Linked DNA regions of Gossypium hirsutum: region 2 is linked to region 1. The links are chromatin contacts, called in public Hi-C maps. All regions are on one chromosome and are shown on one strand. The core of a region is the stretch at or near the end of the contact, and the rest is flanking DNA. Distances in the headings are between cores, read along the strand shown. Region 1 holds the start of LOC107899912 (60S ribosomal protein L28-1). Region 2 has its middle 11 kb from the start of LOC107900891.

Region 1 (6,469 bases), core at 2,249-4,748:
GATTTTAAGCGTTTATGTCGCCTCATTTCATATAAATGGCTTAATTGTCATTTTAGCCCTTTTCACTTTCTTTTAATCTATAATTAGACTTTCACTCTTTATTCAATTTAATCCTTTTTACTAATTACTCATAATTAAACTAAATTCACCTATCCAAAACCTACTTAAACACACAACTAGCCTCATAAATATTTCTAATAATTATTTCTGAACTCAAATTACTAAGACGGAGGCCCGATGTTATACTTTTTCGATGCCCGCGAATTTTGGGTCATTACAGTGTAACCATTGACTCAACACCCATCATGAATATGTTTTCATTTGTGATTCATCTTGGGACAATCTTACTGAGAGTCATGCAAGACTAGTTGTCCTTAAAAGGAAATCTCATCCAATGAACCCACATGATAAAGTTTACCTTGGGGTGCAACCAGGGTAGGAACCGGTTCAAAACTTGATTATGCTAGCACTTAGGGACCATCAATAGAGGTTGTAAGTCTTGTTCAATGACTTTCTCCGACTCAATATTTTAAAACCATGCAAGGTTTTTATCCCAGATTTCAAGAATGATCATACAATAGTCCTAGTAGCATTCTTACCTAATCTATATGACATGCTTTCAATATATGCTATGGAAATTTTATAATATTCACATTCATTTATTCATAAGAATCAATCAATTATAAAAACGAACAATTTTGATTCTTCACAATTTTTCTTTTAAGGGAAAAATCGAAGAAGTGAATGTGAACCGTGCACCAAATAGGATCCCAAGAAAGGAAGGTGAGTCATATTTAACCACTTAAAAACTAAGGGCACATTTAGTTCGCTGTAATGAAATAAAGCTGTAATAGAATAGAGGCGTAATAGTAATTCAATTGTTTGGTTGAATGTAATGGAATAGAGGCGTAATAGTATTGTTGTGTTTGGTTGAATGGAATGATGTTGTAATAGCATAAAGAAAAAAACTAAAATGACTAGAATACCCCTTAGCAGAATTTTTTTTAGGTAGATGATTATTTTAATAAGATTATTAATATAAATAATAAATAATTTAATCATATTTTAACATAATTATTATTAAATATAATTTAATAAAAATATATAATTTAATAAAATTCTTAATATTAAATATTCTTATATGAATTTAATAAAATCATAATATATAATACTATATAATATAATTTAAAATAATTATTATTAAATATAATTTAATAAAATTCTTAATATTAAATATTCTTAAATGAATTTACTAAAATTATAATATATAATACTATAAAATATAATTTAAAATAATTATTATTAAAAATATAATATTAAATATTCTTATATGAATTTACTAAAATCATAATATATAATACTATAAAATATATAATACTATAATATATAATACTAGAAAGATCAATGATGAATGTTCAAGTTTCCATTAATCAATCAATTCATGATTGTTTTGGTTTCGAGAACTTCCTTGCCCTGGTTCTTTATTTTCGTTCTTTGTTTCACTTGATCCTAACATTAGCATTCTACTTTCTGGTTTTGGGGTCAACCATTTTCAATCTCCACCTTAAAATAATCTGACAAATTCCAAGGAAGAAAAGTCTAAATAATAAAATCGACATCTGAAATTATATATTTTATCCCAGTTATTATGCATCATCCTTTTGTTATATACTTCACAATCAACAGACACTTGCAAAGTTCCACTGCTGCAGGATTATCTTGGAAAGGGGATAATAGTTGGCTATAAAATTGCGATGGCAGAAGCAAATGTCTCAATATCAGGGGGGAAATAAAGGGTAAATAGCTCCAAATCTCTGTTGTTTCAAAATCTATCTAGATATAAAATTCAACAACTCAGTTCAAACCATGAAAAATAAGACAAATTCAAAAAAGGGGTAAAAAAATGTTTGGGGCAATGAAAATAGCAGAGCTCATACAACCTGAAAGGTCTAGCTCACTTCCTGCCACGAACCTTCAATGCTTGCCTATTCCTCTTCTTGAAACTAGACTTGGCTACCTTTAGACTCCTGTGCACAGTACTCAACCTTGCAAGGGCTGCTTTTGTTAAATCTGGCATGTAGTAGTTGTATGTCACCTGAAATGTTGGAGAATCAACTTAATTATAAAAGCAGACTAGAAAAGCACCTAAAACTAGATTATCTGAATATCTGTATATCATAGAAAGATACATTAACAAAATCTCAGAATATCATTGAAAATCTATAGTACTAACAGCACAAAAACAGTGCACACTTGGCAAGTTCACACACTAAAATTCAGCATAAATATACACATTATTGCCCAAAGCTAGCAATATAAGCATTGAAATGACATTTTATAACATTCAAAGCTCAGAAGCCAAGCGTAACAAGTAAATTTCATAGAAGAACCCAACAAATAAATCCTTCTTACATGTTATTGCTTCATCACTGCAAGATCTTCCAGGAAAATTTATGCTTGAATGGCAAGTAACTACACCTTTAGAAAAATCATTATTTAACCAAGAAATCCAACAAATTTTACTAGTTCATAGACTACACATTAAATATAAAAACCCAACATAAAAAAAGGCTTCCAACATGATCTTAGACAAACAATTTCTTTCCACACACAAGACAACCTAATTATTAGCAAATTACCAATAGCAAACCCAATAAAAGAGTAGAGAAATGAGTTTCAGAAAACACTAACTATTTACCTGGTTTTTGACTGCCTTGGCCATCCTGGGGAACTCCTTTTTCATGAGTGACTTGTGAAGCAAGGCCGAAGGCTTGTTCTGCTTCTTAGTCTTGGTGGTTGCTAGCAGCACAGACTGGTCTTTGCCCCCACTTTGAATGGTGACTGTTTTCTTGTTTGCCAACCCTAAAATTACAGAGTAACTCAATTAAAAAACAAAACGTACAAAAATGTGCAGAACATGAGAAACGGAGGGGATTAAATACAATATATTAGACAAACATCATAGCTTGTTAGTCATAAATTATATCTTCTCCGATTTTGACCATTCGGAAGATAAAAATAATAATTTTATTCTACATTTCGTTAGATTTCTAAATCAATTAGGATTCCCCAGAAAATCCTAGAATTTACTTAGATTAAGTTAAAATCCATTCAATTTTTCAAGAAACTAGATCCAATTCTAAGAAATACCCAATATTTCCCTTCGCGTTTCCTCGATAACTACGAATTCATATATAAATAAGCTGCTGCTGCACATGCAGAAAATACCATTTCTGCCTCACTTCTAAAGAAACGAAAAAGAAATGAAACAGAAAATAAAACTTCAAATCAAATATCCTCAAATGAAAAATAATAGTAAAAAAAATGAAACTTTTGGATCAAAAGAATACCAGAGTGTTTGTAGGAGTGTAGGTTGTAGAGATTGTTGGGCTCTTTGCTGAACTGAAGGCTAGCAGTTCCTCTTCCAAACTGCCTCACCAAAAAGCAATTGTTCTTCTTCACTACCTCCCAAATCAATTGTCCGGGTGCCGATACAAAAAATCAAAGAAAATACCAAAAAAAAAGATAGAGCATATAACCTGGAGGTGGCATTCGGGTTGGGAGGGTAAAACAGGGCTTAGAAATCAAGAGGATTAAACGGAAAGCTAAACTGAGCTTTTGGAAGGGAATAGAAATCAGAGAATTTTGGGAATAGAAGCGTAATGTAATAAGCCCGTAATAGGGCATTACACCCAACCAAATCGGAATAGGTGGGGCCCACAGAATAGGGCTGTAATGGCATAGCCATTACACCCAACCAAACGTTACCAAGTCTTTTCTTTTCGGAGCCAATCTTAGACATGCAGTTTCTCATTATCACACTTCTCATAGTAATCGAATAACCTAAAGAAGTGAATAGAACAATACAACATGTATTTTCTCATTATCACACTTCTTTTTTTTTAATCAATCAACTGTGGATCATCTCATACATATATTTATCAAACTTATAATATAACATAATATAATTATTATAAACAATTATAAAATAGATATATATAAGAAGATGGGTAATTAAAATAAAATTGGCAGCCAAGGTTTCTATAGTTCTATTTTTAGAAAATAAATGAAAAACAAAAATTACACCGTCCACAATGTGATACAACTAATATAGAATATCAATATTTTAGGTAATTAATCTCGTAAGAATTAGTTATACAATGTGATACAACTAATCACAAACCTAGATTGATTTCCTATAGTATTAAACAAAAAAAAGTCATAGACCCGAGATAAGAAAATGGATTGTAAATACTAAGGTTTGAATTTGAACTTAAGTATTAACCTTTAAAAATGATTATATGAATTAATTGGATCAAATCCTAAATTTATTTTTTATACTAAGCTCCGAAAACTCAAGGTTATCTTATATTTCTCCTTTAAGAATTCCCTTTGCTTTTTCTGTTTGAATTATAGTCCAACATTTATGGAAGATTATAGCTTTTATTAGGCTCACTATTATATATATAATTATATATATATCACAAGTATATGTTAGGAACTCTCTAACTACATTCAAGCTTAGCTTCGAGCTAACAAACGAATTTGTAAATATTGAGGTTTGAAGTCTGGTACACCCTTTACGAATTTGGACACGTGGCAATATAACTAGCAGCTTGAGGAGCATTCGCAAGCAACTCTCTGCTCTCCATTGCCGGGTTAGTCATCGGATTACCAGCGCCTTGAAAAGTCTACCTCCATTCAATCTCTTGACCCATCCAGAAGGGTTTTGGCCACCGAGTTACTAGTCCTTGTGAATAGACTACCCATTACCTTTAGAAGAGTATTGTCCATCTGTCTTTGTGAACATGCCACTCGTGTCCCATGGCACCCCAACTTTTCTAGTGTGAACACTCCCTCCACTATGGACATGCCCTTTAGGCCATCAAACCTTACCTGAACGTAACAATCTTGTCTGGATAATTCGGCCTTTAGAACCCCACATTATCCTCCTTATCTCCTTCCTTACTGATCCTCTCATAAAAAATCATATTTATAAGATGGCAGTTTTTAAAAAAAAGAATATAAACTCGAGAATATCTTATATATCTCAAGTACATATATATTAGGAGTTGGCTTTGTTTTTTAGTTTTCGCTATTATGTGTCCTGAATTGTAGTCCAACATTATGGAAGATTTTGTATTTTTTATTATACTATGTAAATTACTTTATCACCTATGTATTTAATTTTGTTAAACCAAGTTGTGAATTTTTATATTATATAAGAGATGTGCCAGTGTGATTATTGCTCTATTCAACTGGAAAAAAAAAAGGTTTGGATGTTTTAATTAATAAAGAAAATCCTAAAACTATTGCATATATGACCACCTTTTGAGGTCCAAAAGTTAGGCATTTTCATTGCTTTTAATATTGACTAAGCCAATATTGGTCTTCCCACATCTCCACTTGCCTCGTTGAATTAGCCTTTGTTTCTAGAAAGTCTCGCAGCTCTTGGGGTTCATAAGGTGGAGGCATACGGCATGCGGTTACATCGCTAGCAGACATCACCAAGGATTCTACCATAAACTTCTTCCACGTACCGGTTGTCGGGCAAGCCATTGTTTCCGAACACAGCTCGACTGCTCCCGGAGGAACTGTCGGTTCGAATTTCAAGAGCTTGGCGTATTCATTTAGCAAATGAAACATGTAATCATACACATTGTCCATCTTTAGATCCTCATGTATGAATTTCCCAGCAGCCTCCCCAATTGCCTGTGCCTAAACAAATTTTAAAAATGAAAAAAAAAATGAACTCCCATTTTCTTGATATATATACAAAGTTTTAGAATAAAGAAATACTTTTTGAGGATGAAGGTTGCCCCATTCCACTGCAAATTTGAGAGATTTACATTTGGTGTTTTCACTAATGGGCCAATAATGCTGCAGTGGTAGCATGCCTCTGATGAAGAAGTCGTAGAAACGAGACCTTACATATAAGGTCATTGAATCACAAGCTAGGATATATTTTTCGCTTACAGACCACGCCCATCCTTCCGTATATATCTTATATCTGTAGCATTTAATTGAAATCAGAAAGAATATAAAACATAATGAAATTGAATCGAATTCATCTATTTTTATAACTTTTAAAAATACAAAATTTTATATACTAATTTTAAGTTGTTTTTACTAAATTAAAGATAAAATATTTATTTTCACTAAATACATTCAAATAATAATAGAATCAAACCAAAACTAAAGTAAACATACCGTTTGATTTTATTTTCAATTTTCTCCATTTCTTTAATGATTACCTGTGGCTGCATTGGTCCTCTACATTTGAGTGCTTGAACCCTTGTTTAGATTCTCGGTCCCAATCCTGGAATAAAACATATAACAAATTTACAATACAAGGACTGTATATTGGATACCTACAATCTTTGACTTTTCAAAGATGAATAGTGGCAGAAAGTTGGCACCGAAAGGCACCGAAAGTAGAAAGTAAGATTAGTTGGCATGGGATAATTGC
Region 2 (6,469 bases), core at 1,073-3,572, 35 kb before region 1:
TTTAGGCAGATTCTTTCTTGGGTATTGTCTCTCTCATTGGTTATTATTCGATTATTTTCCTGATTCATTCTTTGTTGCATTCTTAGTTAAATTAGTTTAGTAATTTTAGTTTAAAACCCATCACTCCAAATTGTCGGCTAAATAATAGAAAAACAATAATTACTAATACTTTTAGTCCTCGTGGATACGATATCTCTACTCACCATAACTATACTATTTATCGATAGGTGCACTTGCTTTTGTTGTATTTTTAGTTAGTTTCGTGATACATTAAAAATATAAGAAATTTTGTACATAAGCATCTCAAACAGTCATGCATATAATAATTCTTTACAATTTGTATAAAAATAATTTCTAAAATTGGATTTGAGTGTAATTACGTGTATAATTACTCAAATTCTCACCCTTCTCTTAAGAATTGGAAAATATAATTGAGACGCTCCAATTACACCAAATTCAATGAAACTTACCAATTACAATAATTACTCAAACATATTATTCTTGTATAATTACAAACAATTTTATTCATATCCAATTATTAAACCACTATTCAAAACACTACGGTAATTCCTAAAAATCTGTTACAATATTAGAATTAATACTCAGAAGTTTCAAATCTAATTAACAGCGCATGTGTTAGGTGGTTTGATCAAATTAGGTTCCATATTTTCATTATGTTCGGTTTGGTGAGAATTGAGAAATAAGAAAGAAGGATGGAAATGACTAACTCCTAACTTTATTTTATATATTATTAATAAATTTAAAAGTTTTTCATACATTTTGAAGTAGAAAAATAATAATTTATTGTTCTTCTTCCAAAATCAGGGCATTATTAGTTATGTTTGTTTTTAATCAAGGTAGATTAACAATTTATATATAAATTATTTATAGTAATAACCAAAATATGGTTTCACTATATGATTGAATAATAAAATTCAAAACAATGATAATTTAAACAAAATGTAAACAGTTTTGGGAAAAAAAACTGCACCAGATTATTTTATTTTAAAAAAATTAAATTACTTATTTTAATTTTATTAATAAATTAAATTTCTATAATAATTTTTTATTTATAATTTTAAATAATTAAATTGGTATATGATTATTTCGTAATATAAAATCTTTTGAGAGTTTAACAATATATATATATATATATATGTATTTGAAGATAAAAATGATTAATTATACATAAATAATTAAAGCAATTTACATAATTCTTTTATCTAATTAAACCAGAGCTTTATTTTATTGACTAAATTAATAGGTGACAAGTAGTTTATAAATAATTTCATTATTTATTTCATAATTCTTTTTCTTTTTCTTTCTCCCGGGGACATAAGTTTGTACTGTATGCATTTATATTAGTAAATTACCTTATAGATTCAAATTAATTCCCAAGAAGGACTAATTAATCCTTCAATTTAATTTACATTTGAATAAGTTGACTTAATTATTGGTGAAGTTATTGAGACATTTTTATATTCTTTTAAAAGTATAATTTAGAATGTCATCTCTCAACTTTACAAAATTGTGAAGCAAGTCTCTCTATTTTAATTTATCAAAATATGGTCCTCGTACTTTATAAAAATTAACAATTTAATCTAGTTATAGATAAACACACGAATTTGAACTACTGTTTTTACTAATTTATTGTATATAAATTGTTGAGTTTCTAATTTTTTTTTCATATAAATGGTTGAACTATTGATTTTCGGGTCAATAATTTAACGATAAAGATTTAATAAAGTTACCTAATTGAATTGACTTCTTAATATAAAATTATGACAAATTAAAGTAAAGGGATTAACTTCTTAGTTTTCATAGAATAGATGGATGACATTCATAATTTGAAAAAAAGAGTCTAATCATAAATTTCATTATTCTACTTTATGAAAATTGAGAAGTTAGTTTCTCTACTTTAATTTATCATAATTTAATTATTATACTTTATGAAAACATAGAAGTTACTCCATTTGTTGGTAAACACGGGAACTTAAATCATTGATTTTTGATAATTCGTTGAGTACAAAATGCTAACTTGCTAGCTTTTGCTAATTTATTATATATAAATTGTCGAATTACTAATTTATAGGTCAATAAAGTTTAACAATATTACTTAACTGGACTAATTTTTTAATATTCATAAAATATAGAAAAAATATTATAACAAAATAAAATAAAGAGACTAATTTTTCAATTTTTATAAAGTGGAAGGATAAATTTTAAAATTAGATAAAAAAGTTTGCACCATACAACGTGACAAACTGACAACGGACTTCTAATTAACCCATTAATTTCCCCCCAAAAGATCTCTTATCCCCTACCTTGCTTTCTTTGTCTTTTCTTTCCCCTAGAAAATTTGTAAGGAAAAAAAAAAAAGAAGAGATACCGACCAAACCAATTGTGACGCCAGGCTCCATCATCATTGAACAAAATGTATTTCCCAAACCTTTCTCTTTCAATTATCTTTTATAATACTGTTGTTAATGAAAAGGACGGGTGTCGAAACCACTTTTTTATATACTTTGGAAAATGAGGATCGAATTTAAAATAAAAGGGGAGTCGCCACCGACCTTTTATTAAGGTGCGATCGGTTCACCATTAAAAATAAATTTTAGGTCTGCGAGATTTGAGAAAATAGGTCCGGGAGTCGGTTACGTACGAGGAAGGGTTAGCACCCTCGTAACGCCCAAAATTAGTACCGAATTGAATGTTTAATGTCTTAATGTCGAAACTTTGAAAAGATTTTAAAATACTATCTTTGAAGTTTAAATTTGAGTAAACCAAATTGAATAATAAGACAGACTCATTGTGAAAAATAAATTGCTGCACTCAGTGAGTTAAGGTGCAACAATTCGATCTTTGGAATTAAATGTGTACCCTTTTTAAGAAAATCATGTATTCGAAGAAGGATATTCGATTATTTAAGTCAATCGGGAAGTCCGAACCCAATAAGTTAGGGGTCAATTTTCTCGAAATTCTTAAACATCGAACATTGCCTTTACTTTAAAATTGAGATAAAAAAATGTCGTATCCAGTAAGTTAGGATCCAACATTTTGAAATCTTAAGAATTTTATTGTAGAAACCATGAGGTTTTTTATTACCATAGAGATGTTTAATTACCCGAATTCATCAGAAAAATTGAAGCCCAGTAAGTTAGGGCACAATTCTCTCGTGAATTATGAATGTCGAGTATTATAACATCTAAAAGGGACTTCGAAACTTGAACCATATTAAACGCAAAATTTTAATGAAAGAAACTCAATGGAATAATGTTCAATATTAAGTAGTCATTTGTAAACAAAATGCAATCTAATGATCTACGACTAATTAACAAATACAAACAAATAATACAATACACCCAAGAGCAATTCCTACATCATATATATTATGTTAACATTTAAAAACTAATAAATTTAAAGTCCATCAAAACATTAAATAAATTAATGCACATGAAAATGTACAATTTTTTAAAATAGTTTAAGATGTATGAAAAAAGGGATTATAATTCAAATAAATTGAAAATAAATATTATATATAAGAATTTGAAATAAATCACAATTGTAGTTAAAAAGTTGTCAAATGGAATAATAATACCCGAATAAATAAAAAATATCACAATTAATTTAAAAAATAACATATATTTATTAATTTAAATAAATAATATTTATAAAAAAAGGGTAATGACATATAATACATAAAATGAAATAAATGAAATACACTAAGGAGTTTTTGGAATAAATTATGTATGTTTTAAGTATAAGTAGAAAATACAATAATAAAATCAATAATATACATTCATACGCAAGATAAACATATTTGATATAAATTATATATACATATGTATATAAAATAGGATTATACTCAAAAGTATATGAATAAACATTTAAAAACGTATTATGAAATATATAAATAATAATTAACATCAAATATGTGCTAATCTATTAGAATATAAAAATAAAATAACAATGTGTAATGAAATAAAATAATGTATGTGCGTATATATGTAAAAATAAGCAACTATGTATGTCAAGAAAATATTAATAACAATAATAACAATAGTAAAATAACAAATTAAATGATCCTTAGCAATAATAATAAACAGAGGACGAAATTGTTAATAAAGCAGTAATGTAGGGGATAAATCTAAAACAAATAAAAGAATGGGTCCAAATCGCAAAGCGCGAATGACATGGGGGACCAAAAGGGGAATATTCCCCACCCTCCAAAACGCGGCGTTGAACGCTGGACCAAAATGAAATAAAAACAGAATATGAGACCAAATAAAAAAAAAAGAAAACACTTGAGTCGAAAGCACTAGAAAAGGGAAGGGGTTGGACGCGCAAATATCCCTCCCTACGCGAGAACACGCGGATCTAGCCGCGTCTGGGTCGGGTCATCGGGTCACGGCTTAAACGGAACCGTTTCAGGGCCATTGAATCCGGCCCGAACAGTGTCGTTTCACGAGTTCCCATTTAACCCACACTAAAGGTATATTACCCTAAGCAGAAAAGAAAATAAACCTAAAGAAAATAAACCTCTCCACTCAAACGGCGCGCCGCTTCATTCAGCACCCTGCCTCCAGCCCAGACTCCGATTGCGGCGGAGTGAGCTGAGATGCGATGCTCCCACCTCCAAGGTAAGTATTCCCTCTCCTTTTCTCTCTCACCCCCTTTCTTACAATAATAAAAAACGAATCTCCCTAAAAAATCGAGAATATCACTGAAAAAATATCACCTTTTCAAAAACTTTTCTTTTGATTTCTCTTTGAATCCTTTCTGTATACACTGTGTTTCTCCTTTTTTTGGTATCCCCCAATCACCCCTTACAACATTTTTTTATGGCCTTTTATCGTCCGCTTTTACAAAGTGAAAAGAAAAAGAAAAAATAAAAGAAAAATGTTCCCCCCAAAATCCCCTTTGTTGCTCCCTATTCTGCTATCCTTCTCTGTGTATTTTCGTGTGTATTTTACAGGTACAAGGGCAGAGACCAACATGGCGTGTACGGAGGCCAAAACGAGCAGTGGTGGCGCATGTGCGAAGGCGCGCACCCTGGCAGAGGCTCGGCACGTGGGGACGAAGGCCCTGGGCGGTTACGGCGTGGAGGCTGCTAGGGTTTAGGTTTAGGGCTTTGGTTATTGGGCTGAGATGTATTGGGTAATTCGAGTTTGATTTTGGGTAGTGGGTTGTGTTTAGTTTGGGCCTAATGTAAAAGGACTATTTTGGACACTTAATTTTGGTTTTATATTTATTGCTTATTTATCTTTGATTTGGGCCGGGTAAATTTGGGCTATTACAACGTGGATAATGGAAATAATTTTTTTGATAAATGAGATGAAATTGATAAAGAACTATTCTAATAGTTAAATTTTTAATTGCATGAAGATAATTTAAAATAATCATACGCATAAGAAATCGATTCCAATATACATTGACAATTATATCGGTGTTCTTTTTATTTTTATCTTGCCATAAAAGTTTTGTTGAATTGAAATTAGTGCTAAAGAACACATAAAATCCTTGATATACCATAAAAATCATTAGGGGTCCTAGTATTAGACAAAAGGCTAGGATTGACATGCCTTCCAACTCTATCTAAAGCATCATCATAGTGATTTCCTTCTCGAAAGGTATGCTAGAGACGATTGCTTAGAAATTGCATCAACAAAGTCCTGCAATCATGAATTAGAGGTCTGAGGAAAACATTATCAAAGATGAATGATTTAAAAGATCAATAATAGACTTGGCATCAAGTTCAACAATAACATTAGTAATATTCATTTTTTGCGCAAGAAAAAAGCTATCACAAAGAGCACAGAGTTCAGCCATAATGTTGGTAGTTTTTCCAAGGTAATGATGACATCAAGCAATCCAATAAACATTATGATCTCATATAATAACTCCTGAGCCTATAAGACCTAGATTACCCAAGGAGGAGCCATCATAGTTGACTTTGCACCAACCATGCCCGGGGGGTCCATTTGATTTGAAAAGAGGAGGGATAACCTTAGAATTTAGATCCATTTTAAAGAGAAAAATATTCCAAAAAAAAGGGAAATAATTTTGGATTTGATATCATCCCCATTCATAGGACTGTCAAAGATGATTGCATTTCTAGCAATCTAAATGTTACTTAGGATGAAGGCAGATAAAGTAGGCCAAGGGATGCGGTGGTTGTGGAAGGTCAATTTCAAGGTCAAATTCTTTTTAAACCAGATTGAAAAAGAAAGTAAAGCAAGGCTCGTCGCTAAGGGGGGAAAAGGAAGAGGCTCTAGAGATGATAAGTAAAGGAATAATCTCTAAGAATGTGTTCAATGGTGTCAGGGTGATTGTTGCAAAATGAAAAATTAATGTTAATTTTCGTACCTCTAGAATAAAGGAAATAGTGGGTAGGAAGAAAAAACCAACAACTTCCTAGAAGAAGAAAGAAGCTTTAGAGGAAGTTTTACTTTCCAAATCCACATCCAAT

The links. Hi-C and Micro-C count contacts between places; a contact is called where the count stands out from the background.
Region 2: a contact with region 1 is called in a Hi-C map of leaf, with 3 times the contacts expected there. The contact joins the enhancer-like site here to the promoter of LOC107899912 in region 1. A contact is called at or near these places in 11 of 34 Hi-C or Micro-C datasets (cotyledon, fibers, hypocotyl and 1 more).

The regions. Positions count from the first base shown.
Region 1 is chrD08:50,852,397-50,858,865 of Gossypium_hirsutum_v2.1, reverse strand. LOC107899912 (60S ribosomal protein L28-1) reads right to left here and starts at 3,498. Exons shown (of 3, transcript XM_016825649.2): 1 at 3,351-3,498; 2 at 2,699-2,862; 3 at 1,802-2,095. The coding sequence starts at 3,498. The coding sequence ends at 1,955. LOC121220650 (small nucleolar RNA R24) reads right to left here and starts at 2,436; the gene lies at 2,347-2,436. It overlaps LOC107900894 (O-glucosyltransferase rumi homolog), which reads right to left. Exons shown (of 6, transcript XM_016826670.2): 4 at 6,255-6,319; 5 at 5,800-6,010; 6 at 5,265-5,718. The coding sequence ends at 5,365.
Region 2 is chrD08:50,886,419-50,892,887 of Gossypium_hirsutum_v2.1, reverse strand. No RefSeq gene overlaps it. Among protein-coding and RNA genes, the nearest start is that of LOC107900891, 11 kb to the left of the region's middle. Within about 2 kb of position 2,322, at least 1 of the 9 cell types and tissues checked has an H3K27ac peak or open chromatin away from gene starts, as enhancers often do. A contact at or near this core is called in leaf, where this site is marked.